Regions from separate parts of the Sus scrofa genome. Here region 2 is linked to region 1. The links are chromatin contacts, called in public Hi-C maps. All regions are on one chromosome and are shown on one strand. Each heading gives the region's core, a stretch centred on a gene start, on an enhancer-like site or on the middle of the called end of the contact. The rest is flanking DNA. Distances are from core to core; before and after follow the strand shown. Region 1 has its middle 140 kb from the start of FGF18. Region 2 has its middle 68 kb from the start of FGF18.

The links. A called contact is a pair of places that touch in the nucleus more often than the background predicts.
Region 2: a Hi-C map of skeletal muscle shows a contact between it and region 1, with 3 times the contacts expected there. The contact joins two enhancer-like sites. A contact is called at or near these places in 3 of 47 Hi-C or Micro-C datasets (fetal heart ventricle, heart right ventricle and skeletal muscle) and 2 of 2 datasets of contacts at active chromatin or transcription factors (alveolar macrophages and skeletal muscle).

Annotation. Positions count from the first base shown.
Region 1 is chr16:52,621,992-52,627,853 of Sscrofa11.1, forward strand. No RefSeq gene overlaps it. Among named protein-coding and RNA genes, the nearest start is that of FGF18, 140 kb to the right of the region's middle. Within about 2 kb of position 3,335, at least 8 of the 83 cell types and tissues checked have an H3K27ac peak or open chromatin away from gene starts, as enhancers often do. A contact at or near this core is called in skeletal muscle, where this site is marked.
Region 2 is chr16:52,688,639-52,695,078 of Sscrofa11.1, forward strand. No RefSeq gene overlaps it. Among named protein-coding and RNA genes, the nearest start is that of FGF18, 68 kb to the right of the region's middle. Within about 2 kb of position 3,838, at least 28 of the 83 cell types and tissues checked have an H3K27ac peak or open chromatin away from gene starts, as enhancers often do. A contact at or near this core is called in skeletal muscle, where this site is marked.

The DNA.
Region 1 (5,862 bases), core at 2,085-4,584:
GGTGGGTAATTCATTGGTTCATTTATTCACTCATCACACATTTATCCTGAATCTACTCTGCGCCAGCCCTCGGGATACAGAAATGAATGGGACATAATCCCTGAGCTCAAAGAGGCCCAGTAAACAGACATTAACAAAGACAGACGTGAGCAGGGGCCAGTGGAACCCAGAGGAGGGTGAGATCAACCTTCCTGGGAGGCGGGGGATGAAGAGGAGTGGTCCGGACAGGCAATTTACCATGCAAAGAAAGAGCAAGCTTTCTAGGCAGCGGGACCCACATGGGAGAAGCCCCTGAAGTGTGATGTACTTTAGTAAACATCCGCTTTACTAGGGCTTCGGTCTGTTCTCAGCCCCATTTTTCAGAAGAGAAAACTGAGGCACATAGAAGTAAAATACTTTGTCCCCAAGGTCCCATAGCTATTTAGTAACGAAGTTTCTTTTCAGAGAGGAAATAACTGACCGGGTCACAGAAGGCCTTAAATATCAGATCAAGGCATCAGACTCTACTCTGAGGGGAGTGGGGATTCACCGAAGGATTTTGAGCAGTGACTGTCTTGATTCGTTTTTTGGTTTTGATGGTTTCTTCTGGGACAGTGAAGAGAATGGATTCAAAGTTCTTGGTAGCTGTGACTCTAGAGAGAAGTCGTATCTTGCATCCATTCAATAGAGGACATACGCAGAAGTTAACAGAGACATTTTCATGATGTCAGAAACACAAATGCTTATCAGGAAGAGAGTGGATGAGTCAACAGTGCTAGGTACACATGGTGGAATATTATTCGGCAGTGAACATGAACGAACCATAGGAGCATGCAACCATATGACTGAAGCTTGACATATCAGTTTCAGTTGGTGACCTCTTGTGTTAACAGACCAATCCAAACTTATGGCTGAAACAACCACTACTTTTTTTTTTTTTTTTTTTTGGTCTTTTTAAGGCTACACCCACGGCATATGGAATTTCCCAGGCGAGGGGTAGAATCAGAGCTGTACCTGCTGCCCTATGCCACAGCCACAGCAAGGTGGGGTCCAAGCCCCGTCTGCAACCTACACCACAGCTCATGGCAACACCGGATCCTTAAGCCACTGAGTGAGGCCGGGGATCGAACCTGCATCTTCATGGATACTAGTTGGTTCGTTACAGCTGAGCCACAGGGGAACTCCAACTGCTACTCATTTAATTTACCAATCAGTGGTAGGCACTTTAGGCTGGGCACAGCTGGGTGGGTCTTCTGATCTTAGCCGGGCTTCCTTGTGAGTCCACGGTCATTGGAGAGTCAGCGAGGAGGTTTGGCTTCCGAGGGCTGATAAGGCTGTCAGCTAGGAGAATGGTGGCCAGTGGGCCGCATGTCTCTCATCTCCCACCAAGCTAGCTCGGACATGTTCACTTGGCTACAGAAGTCTCCGTGAGAATGCGGGAGAACACGGGCCTTTTAATGGCTAAGCCCAGAAATGGCACTATGCCACTGCTGCCACCTTATATCAGTCGAGATAACACATAGCGCCGGCCTAGATTTCAGAGGTAGGGTGATAGAGCCCACCTCCTGATGCTTCCTTTGCATCAAGTCACTCTGCCAAAGGGAGGTGGAGGCGTAGACAGGAATGAGGGCAGTGATATTTGCGGTCTACCCTGCTTGGCAATATAACACTGAATGGAAAAAGGTGAATTCCAAAAGATGACACATGAAATGATATCTTTTTATAAAATTTAAAATTAGACTTTAGTAATGTACGCAGATGATAAAAAAGAATGTATTATAAAGGAAGCAATAGAGCAATAAACATCATAAACCCACAGGCTGATTCCGCCCCGGCGAAGGCAGAAGGCGAGGAGATGGGGTGGGCGAGAACGCATTTGGGTGACAGATTATCGTCAAGGTTCTAGCCTTTATTTTCATTAGGAGAAAAGGCAATTTTCAAAAAGCGAGCTGTACGAAAACTAGATTATGATTAGGCAAGCCGTGTGTCCTTGAGGTCAAGGAAGAGAGCGCGAGAGGCTGAGAGAAAGGCATGGGCCTTGGGGAAAGGGAGCGCCCCTGGGCAGCTCTTGGATGTGGGTGAAGAGAGAGAAAAAGAGGATCAAGAATCACTTCTGGAACACGGGCTCGAGTGCCTGGATGACGGTGCCGTCTCCGAGCCGGGGGCCCCGCAGAAGAAGACAGTTTGGGGGAACCAAGAGTGACGTTGGGAGAACGTCGAGTTTGAACAGCTGTGGAGATCCGGGAAGCCAGGCCCACGGCTATCCTGGTTTTCTGGCACCTGGGAGAACGGTCAAGGCTGGAGAAGCAGGAGCCTCAGCAGCTCTAAAACGGAGAGCATCGCAGGAAGCCCTGTAGCACATCAGGATGGAAAGCCTCCCTTCGCTGAGAGCCATCCCCAGCTGCCTGGCCTTGGAGAGGCCTCACCCAGCCCTTCCTGACAGCTCCTCGGGGCACGTCCACAGCCAGGTTCCCTTCTAAGCAGTCAGGCCTCCACCCTGCAATCCCAGGCCAAGCGAGTGAGCCTGGGGTTGTGGCTGCGGGGGCCCCAGCATCAGTCTCCTCCCCCGGCAGGGCCGATGGGACCCCAGAGGGGGCTGGATGTTTGTGCAGATGACATGTTTATGGCCCAGCCTCTCCTTACTCATGCTTTTGGCTTCCCCTTGCTGATTTTGGTTGGGTGGATCCCAGTTCTGCTGCTGGATCTGGGAGCCTCGGGGCTGGGGTTGAACAGAGCTCCCTTCAACGTTTCCAACCAAGGATGGTTCCAGCCCCTTCCCCCCGTCCCCCTAGACCTCATATTTTCCCACACCCAACTTTATTACCGAATGCAAGCATCTCCGGGTTGGAAAGACCTTCCAGCATCATCGGGTCCAGTGCCTCCTTTTCTGGATGAAGGAGCAGAGGCCCAGAGGGAGGAAGGGACTTGCCCAAGGTCACCCGAGCAGGTAGAGACAGAAGATGCCGGCATCCAGACGTGGAGCTCAGGGCTCTGAAACCACCCTCCAAATCACTAGCTTTCTTGGTTGCTGTTTTGTTTGGGAAAGGACAGTTCAGCTTTTTTTTTTTTTTTTTTTGAGCCTGCTACAGCAACTTTCTCCTCTCCCAGGGAGGCAGCAGACAGTGACAGACTCTTGCTTTTACAGTTTAATTCCATAGGAAATTGGAAATAGCCTGTCAGAGATGTCTGGGTGGCCCGGCTACCCTGCCCCGACCTGGCCACCAGTGCGCTTGCTTCTCGCTGCTCCCTGGCTTGCGGGCCGTTTTCGGAAGCTCTTCCGAGGACGCCTGTGGATTCTCTCCCGGCTTTTCCTCCCAGGACGCGATGCGAGCACAAGAGCAGCCAGGTCTGGCTGGGGCCCTAAACCCTGACATTTAGCTCCCGGCAGGCTTTGGCTCTCAACTCCAGCCTGGCTTCAGTGTCACCTCCTGCCCTGAGGTTCCCAGGGAAATTGGGGGAAGGAGCTCCCAGCCCTCCTCTGAGAACCTGGGGTCCCCAGGATACCCTGAGAGCCCCCGCATGGCCCTCCCAGAACTCAGCATCTTCCCAGTCTCAGGCCGCAGTGGGTGACCCTTATCGCCTCCCTTCTCTGGCTGTCCCCTGGCCTTGGAGTCTTGCCCCGGCACCTCCATCCGTCTCAGTAACCAGCCTGGAAGCTTCAGGAGGTCAGGGTTGCTGCTGCGTGGTGGTTAGAAGAGTAAACCTCTGCAATCACACCCTTGAGCCACTGCTCTCGAACTCTGTGATTTTGGACAAATTGCTTCACTTCTCAATGCCTCGATTTTCTCATCTAGGAAGGGGGGGTGATAGCAATAGCACTGAATGTACACAGTGGTTGTGAGGCTTACATGGCATAGCCATCCAAAGGGACCAATAAATGCTAGGATTGTAAATATTCTATTTTAGCATCCCCTTCGGCCAGTCCTTCAGGGCCAAGTCCAGAGCTAGGCTATAAGAGACAAAAATACTCATGAACTGACCCCTTAAATAACTGGCAGAAAATATGGCAAAACAGACTATAGCTTCCTGGGTTCTACTCAATGCAATGAATCTTCATTGAGGCTTATCACGTGGAGACACTGTGTTTGGGCAGGAGACACAGTGATAAGCGAGATGACATAGCCCCTGCCTCGTGCATTTTCCTTCCAGTAAGGAGGCAAGCAGGTAATGGAATACTCCCAGCACAGTGAGCAGGGGACCTGGTGGAAGTGAGTTCAGGCTCAGAGGAGACACACCTCACCCGGACTTAGGTGTCAGGGAGAGAGGTGAGTGTGCAGCTGGGATCCAATGGATGAGCAGGAATGGGGGGGGGGGAGGCACTGTCTCAGCCATAAGGGCCATTGTGCATATACACCTGAGAGAGCAAGACACAATGAAGGAATTGAAGAAGGCTTAACGTGGCTGGAGTGAGGTGTAGGAGAGGAAAGATGAGGCCGGGGGAGTGGAAAGAAGCCAGACCTCAACAGACTTATAGATTTGCCCCAAAGGCACTGGGGAGCCATTGAAGAGTACAGAGGAGAGTAGCAAAGGGAGATTGCCTTTCGGATTACCTACTCAGGGTGGTGGACTGAAGGCATCAGGCTTGGAGGCAGGAGACTTGCAATGTGGCCACAGCAAAGATAAAGACGGCAGAATATGAGATGAAGTTCAGTCTTTAGGATACCATTTCAAGGCCACTCCAAAACTGGCCCCTCGGGCCCTCCCACTCTTCCTTCTTGCTAAAACTGAGAATGAAAGGAGATCCATGGCTTGAACATGCTAAGTGTAAAAGTGCAGTGTGAGTGTGGAAAATCATCCCCTTTAGGATTGCTAGTGGTTGATTTTTTTGGACACACCACATGAACTTCCTGACGGATTATAGAGCAGCACCTTCTCCTTGAGAGAGGCCCAAGGATTTATTTTAGTTTGCATCTGGAGAATCCTAATGAACCCTTGGAACTGGGGGCACACAATGGAATTCCATTCCATTCCTTCCAACTAAATTTCTTCACTTCCTTTTCCCCATGGGGCTTCTGGTTGAAACATACTCACACACAAACAGCCCACCTCCATCTCAACTTGATTGTTTCTTTTTTATTGTTTTCCAGACATTGCATATAAAGAGCAGTGAAGACCGAAGTGCACTTCTTTTTATTTCAAAAAACTTCAGTCTTCATTGTTCTTTATACACAAGTCTGGAATACAATAAAAAAAATTACAACACCTGAAACATAGAATGTTTGATGTCGACTAACCTCAATTTTAAAAATTATGAGGCAGCTAAAGAAGTAGGATGATTGAAAAATTATGATAAAGAAGAGAAAACACAATCAATAGAAACAGACCAACAAAGGATAGTTATTGAAATTGGCAAATAAGGACTTCAGAACAAAAATTATAAACATGCTTAAAATTTTAAAGGTAATACTGAAATCATTTCTGTGGAGAACTATAAAGAATAACAAAATTAAGTTCTGGAAATAAAATATGTGAAATCAGAAATTAACTCGATGAACTTAACAGCATATTAGTCAATGCAGAAAAAAGATCAGTGAATTGAACACAGGTAAATTGAATTTGTTCAAAGTGAGACCAACAAAGAGAAAAAGAATTTAAAATAAATAAAACATCAATAGTAATGATGTTTAATAATGTGAAACAAAGTAAAGCAGTCTAAATATGTGTAATTCAAGTCTCAGAAAGAGAAAAGAGATAAAATGGGACTTAAGAAATATCTGGAGAATTAATGGCAAAAATTTTCCAAATTTGATATTTAAAAAAAAAAATCGAACCCACAGATCCAAGAAACCCAATATTCTCAAGCAGGATTTTTCAAAGGTAATAGTAAAATTTCTGAAAAACAAAGATAAAATCTTAAAAAAGGACCAGAGGAAAAGAAGCATA
Region 2 (6,440 bases), core at 2,588-5,087, 67 kb after region 1:
TTAAAAAAAATTTTTTATTATAGTCGATTTACAATGTTCTGTCAATTTCTGCTGTACAATAGTGACCCAATCATACATATATGTATGTTCTTTTTCTCATATCATCTTCACTCTTGTTCTACCACAAGTGATTGGATATAGTTCCCTATGCTATGTAGCAGGACTTCATTGCTTATCCATTCTTAATGCAATAGTTTGTATCTACTAACCCCAAACTCCCAGTCCATCCTACTCCCCCCACTCCCCCTTGGCAACTAAAAGTCTGTTCTCCATGTGTATGAGGCTGTTTCTGTTCGTAGATAAGTTCATTTGTGTCATGTTTTAGATTCCACATATAAGGATAATATATGGTATTTGTCTCTTTCTTTCTGACTTATCTCACTTAGTATGATTATCTCTAGTTGCATCAGTGTTGCTGCAAATGTCATTATTTTGACCTTTTTTATGGCTGAGTAGTATTTCATTGTGTATATGTACCACATCTTCCTAATCCATTCATCTGTTGGTGGATATTTGTTCCCATGTGTTGGCTATTTTGAATAGTGCTGCTATGAACATAGGGGTGTATGTATCTATTTGAATTGTAGTCTTGTCCAGATAAATGTCCAGGAATGGGATAGCTCTTCCACAGGGTAGTTCTGTATTTAGTTTTCTGAGGACTCTCCATACTGTTTTCCACAGTGGTTGTGCCAATTTACATTCCCACCAACACTGTAAGAAGGTTCCCTTTTCTCCACACCCTCTCCAGCATTTATTTGTAGACTTATTAATGATGGCCATTCTGACCAGTGTGAGGTGGTACTTCATTGCAGTTTTGATTTGCATTTCTCTAATAATGAGTGATGTTGAGCTTTTTTTTTCATGTGTCTGCTGGCTATCTGTATGTCTTCTTTGGAGAAATGTCTATTTAGGTCTTCTGCATCTTTTTTGATTGGGTTGGGTTTGGGGGGTTTGTTTTTTTGTTTTTTTGTTTTTTGTTTTGCTGTTGAGTTGTATGAGTTGTTTGTATACTTTGGAAATTAAGCCCTTGTTGGTTGCATCATTTAATACCCTGTAATTATCAGAGTTATGACTCGCGCAGCTAGTAAGTGTGGTGTTGCAATCTGATTTCACTGCCTGTCTAACATCAGAGAGAATTAAGACAGAAAGGGGCAAAAGTAGGGACCTGGAGAACACAGACTTTTTGTAGCTTCAGCCAGGCCTGGCTCTACACTGGACTTTTTCCTAAAAAGAAAGACCTGGCTTTGTCCATCCTGACTCAGTGGAGCCTGAGGGGCTGGCAAGCCGTGGGCTGAAAGCTCTGCCTTTAACTGCCAGGCTAAGTTACGCCACCACCCCAGCCTGGGACAAGGCAGACTTTGCTAAGGACTAAATGGGAGAGGAGAGGAAAGGAATAGCCCAAGGTCTGGACTTTTCTGCCCTAGAGTAGCCACTCATCTCTGTTCTCCCTGAAACCTAGAAAGAAAGCTTGCTTGCCCCTGGAAAAGGTGTAAGACTTGGGGTGGGTGAGACCTCCCAGGGGAGCCGAGTTCCCAGGTGCACCTCGAGCTCAGCAGGCATCGTGGGAAAGACCTGGGGTCAATTCCAGCTGACCCACCCGGATGTGTGACCTTGGCCAGCAGCTTCAGACACTGGACTTTGGTTTTATCCCACAGCATGAGCACAGAAAACACACCAGACTGGGTTCCTGTGGGAGTCAGATAAAATGAATGTAAGACATGCATGTGGCACATCACGGGAGCTCCTTAAGTGTCAGGTAGCTTTCCCTCCCTCTCTGCTCCACCTCTGTGGTCCCCCATCTCCCTCTAGGTCTCTCACTCTTTCCAGCTCATTTCAGGGCAGGAGTTGGAAGGAACTAGAAGACCATCTTGGAGGCAAGCCTTAGGCCCTGCAGAAGGGATCTAGGGCCAAGCATAACATCAGATTATTAAAAATGTGGATTGTAAACACCAGCATAACTGGCCCGAACACAGTGGCCACCAGACCACAGCCCAGCTGCTCCTCATGCCCAAGGCCACACCTCCTGCTGCCCCTGGATCTGGGATGAGCCCAGCTCCACAGGCACCGGGCACAGGCTGGTGTGTTTTCCCTGAGCTGAGCCCAGAGGCCCTGGCCAAACACTGTCCTCATAGTCAGAAGGCCTGGGGAACAGCCATGGGGTCTGTCCTCGGAGGGGAGAAGGCCTCCCACTCCACCCCCTGTGCTTGGCCATCGGACAAGCCCTGAGGAAGTAGCCAAAGGGCAGGCTCCACGGGGACCTGCCCCGACAGTGTGCTGCTTGGTGAAGAGCACAGATCAGGATGGGAATCCCAGCAGCCCGGGATAGTGGCTGTGTGAGCTCAGGCAAGTCACTTTCCTTCTCTGAGCTCCAGGGTCCTCATCTAAAAAATGACAATTTTAAGGGCTGCCCTGTCCCCAATATGGTGCGACAATGAAATGAGATCATGGATTATTATTATTATTTATTTATTGTCTTCTTAGGGCTGCACCTATGGCATACGGATGTTCCCAGGCTAGGGGTCAAATCAGAGCTGTATCCACTGGCCTACACCACAGCCACAGTCACATCAGATCCAAGCCACGTCTGCAACCTACACCTCCACTCACGGCAACACCAGATCCTTAACCCACTGACGGAGGCCAGGGATCGAACCTGCGTCCTCATGGATACTAGTCAAATTCGGTTCCGCTGAGCCACGACAGGAACTCTGAGATCATGCATTTTAAAGCATAGTGTCTGGCAGAATAAAAGCATACCCTTGGTTCAGCCCCAAGCTCAACAAAGTTGAGGCTGGATGCCAAGCTCCCATCATACCTGAGGGCTCGGTGATCACCAGAGTGGCCACTCTCATTAGCACCCAAAGGTGAGCAGCCTGGGTATGGGAATGGGTGAGGGGGCTTTGGAGCCAAACTGCTGAATTTGAATCCCAGCCCCATCATGATTGTCACTGTCCCAGCCAAGCTCCAGTAGCCCCTCCTACAAATAGCAGTATGACCTAGCAGTCTGGCCTCACTTCAAGAAATTAATGAGGGAGTTCCCACTTTGGCTCAGAACTAACAAACCCAACTAGTATCAATGAGGACGTGGGTTCCATCCTTGGCCTCTCTCAGTGGGTTAAGGATCCAGCGTGGCCACGAGCTGCGGTGTAGGTCACGGACATGGCTCAGATCCTGAATTGCTGTGGCTGTGGTGTAGGCTCACAGCTCCAGCTCCAATTCGACCCCTAGCCTGGGAACTTCCACATGCTGCAGGTGTGGCCCTAAAGAGAAAAAAAAGAAAGAAATCATGAAATGATTAGTGAACACCTACAGAATGTGCAGCTCTAGAACCCATGGAAGCATAGGCTGGATTCCTATCCTCAAGGCTGTTGTGAAGAGTCAAGAAGATACTATTTGGAAAATGCCTGGCTTTTGGAGAGCACCCAGGTAAGTCTGTCCTCCGCTGATTCCAGCCTGCCTCTTCCCTCCTCTTCCTCCCTGCCTCCTTCCCTCCCTCCTTCCTTCCTCGTCTTTCCTTCTTTCCCTCCTTCCTACCAGTGAGGCACGAATCAGATGTTGGTCCTCTGAGAAGAATTACAGGGAGAATGGGGGCAGCGGATCCAAACCCCCATTCCCCAAACAGGTGCTAGGCCCTTTGGGGCAGGTGCAGACCACGGGCCTGGAAGAAAAAGACAGAGTCGGTGGCTGCAAGCAGGAGAGAAGTTTTGCAAAAACAACCCACTCAAGTTACCTCCTACGTACGAAAGCTCTGGCCCCGGGCTGCCTTGCAGCCCTGATGTTCTCTGACCCTCTGCTCCGAGAGGGACAGAATGACTCAGCGGCCCTCTCAGCATGTGGTTCCAGCCCGGGGGGCCTGGGGAAGCCCCTTTTGGGGAGGAGAAGTTGTTGGTCATACAAACAGGGACTGGCCCTGAGACTCCCCAAAGTCATGCCAGGGTCATGACCCCACAGAGAACGGGGCTAAGGGGCCCTCCCCGGCCAAGGCCTCGCTGGCCTGCCCGCCTGCCTGCCTGTGTCCCCGCCCAGCCTGGCTGAAAGCTGAGCCAGAGAGATAGAGCCCTGGCCGAGCCTGCCAGTTATGTCTTAATGTAATTTAGCTGTAATCGCAGCGTGTTTTCCTTTGCTATAATTAGTAAAATGTGGTTGTTTGCTGTGTTCCTGGAAGATGTCTGAACTGGAGCCAGCTCTGCGTAGCTTTTCTGACGAGCTCTCCCAAACGGGCCCACCAGCACCGCCCTGGGTTCCCGCCCGCCCTTAACCTGAGTCTTCCTGATTCCTAAGTTGGGGACGCTCTCTCCTGTCCCTCAAGGACACGCTGCCACCCCACCCCCACCGGCTCAGCACAGTGCTGGGCCCACAGCAGGTGCCTAGTAAAAGTGGTGGGCGATTGAGCCATCAAACCATCAACCGCAACAAAAGGGAGTAGGGAGTGAATTCCTTTTTCAGGAATTCCGCCAGATCCTCAAAGCCGTGTGGGAGTCGTCATGGGGGTGTACACAGGATAATAAACACAACCACCCACGTGTGGGACTATGTGCTTGTGACTCAAGGTCTGTGTGTGTTCACCTGACAGTCCTGGAGCCTCTGAATGTAAATGTGAGCACTCCTGGACCTTGGGGCCACCTGCAGGGGACCCATTCAGAAACTGATTTTAAAGCTCTGATGACCACGTGGGAGGTTGGGACAGGGCAAAGGAAGTGAAGCACCCAGGTCCCACTGTCCTGAAGTCCATTTCTCACATCTTCTGCCTTGGATCCTAATTACACGCAGTCCTTTTCCAGTCCTGTATTCAAGCATTCAGCCAACATTTATTGGGTCCTACCATGCATTGTCGTCTATCACTCTTGGTGGCTCTCCGGTGGGTCTCCTGTAATGTCTCACTCCCCCACTTATTCATTCAGTCCACGCACATTTGTTAAATAACAACGTGGGCTAGACTTTGGGTTTGGGATTTGGGTTGTTTGGTTTGGTTTTGCATGAAGGATCAAGAATCCCGTTTTCCACCTTTGTCAAAGTCTCTCCCAATAGGAGACATACGTAATATAAGTTTCAGAGTTTTCATTATTATTATTTGATCAGTCACTAAGTAAATGAAATGGTAAGAGGACCCACCTTGGAGTTCCCATTGTGGCTCAGCAGGTTAAGGACCGACATTGTCTCTGTGAGTGTGCAGGTTCCATCCCTGGTCTCACTCAGTGGGTTAAGATCCTACGTTGCAGCAAGCTGCAGCATAGGTCACAAATGCAGCTCGGAACCTGTGTAACCTGTGTTACAGCTGGGATTTGACCCCTGCCCTGGGAATTTTCATATGCCAGCAGGTGCGACTATTTAAAAAAAAAAAAAGAGCATCCATTTCTTGGGTGCAGTTCAAGTCTAAGGGCACAGTACCTGGCACACAGGAAGTAATCATTAAATATATCAGTGATGACAATTATTATTTCACAGAGTGGTGGGGCAGTCAGGGGCAGTCAGGGGCAAGGACTCCATACCACTTTGAGACAGGCTACTTCTGAGGGCATTTTGAACATGAATGATGTGTAATTGCTCAGTAAATGTTAATTATTATGTTAGTAATTGGGTGGACTTTACTTTTTCAATCGGCTCTTAATTCTTGAAAAGTGCCCTGGTCAACCACTTCTCCAGCTGAGCCCCTAAAGTTCTGTCATCGGCCGAAATCGGTTACTAGCAGGGCCACCAGACGCTGCATCAGAGAATGCTGAGGTCTGGTTGGCTGAATTAGTCTGGACTCTGAACATTCTGATTGGCTGGAACACCAGTGGGTGTGGCCCATTCTTCAGTGCCCACTCAGCAGTAATCGTTGGAGGTTTCCCAGGTTATTGTTCTTTATCTTTTCTCAGGACATCTCACTAGTATCCAGCTCTACGATTTTTTGCAGAGTAATTCCTCCGAAACACATCTCTCTTACGAAGTTCATAAATGTAGTGTCTTTTACTCCAGCAGGCACCCACTAAAGTGAGAACGTGGTTGTCTGAGAGGATGCTGAGCTCCACATTCTTACATTGGGCGGGAGGGCGTTCTTGGTCCTAGCACCAGGCCCTTGCACAAGGGAGGAACCTCCAGAACTCCTCACAACAGGACACACGGAATTTCTCCATACCGTGTACCATCTCTGAGACCTGAAGTGGTCCAGCTTTTCCATGCATTTATTCAATCATTTGCTATGCCTTAAATGCTGTGCTGAGCTCTTTGAGATATTTAAAAGCAGTACTGCTTCAAGGAAAAATACTGAGAGGATGTACAATGTGCAATGGCATTTAAAGGCATCACAGAGAACTGCAAATGGCCATTAAATGTGTGAAAAGGTCCTCAGCTCACCGGTAATCATAAAACTCTATCTTGAAACAAAATTAAAAAGTTTGCTTCTTTGATGAAGATTTTAAAGGTTGATATTTGTACTGAGAGTATGAGAAAACAGATCT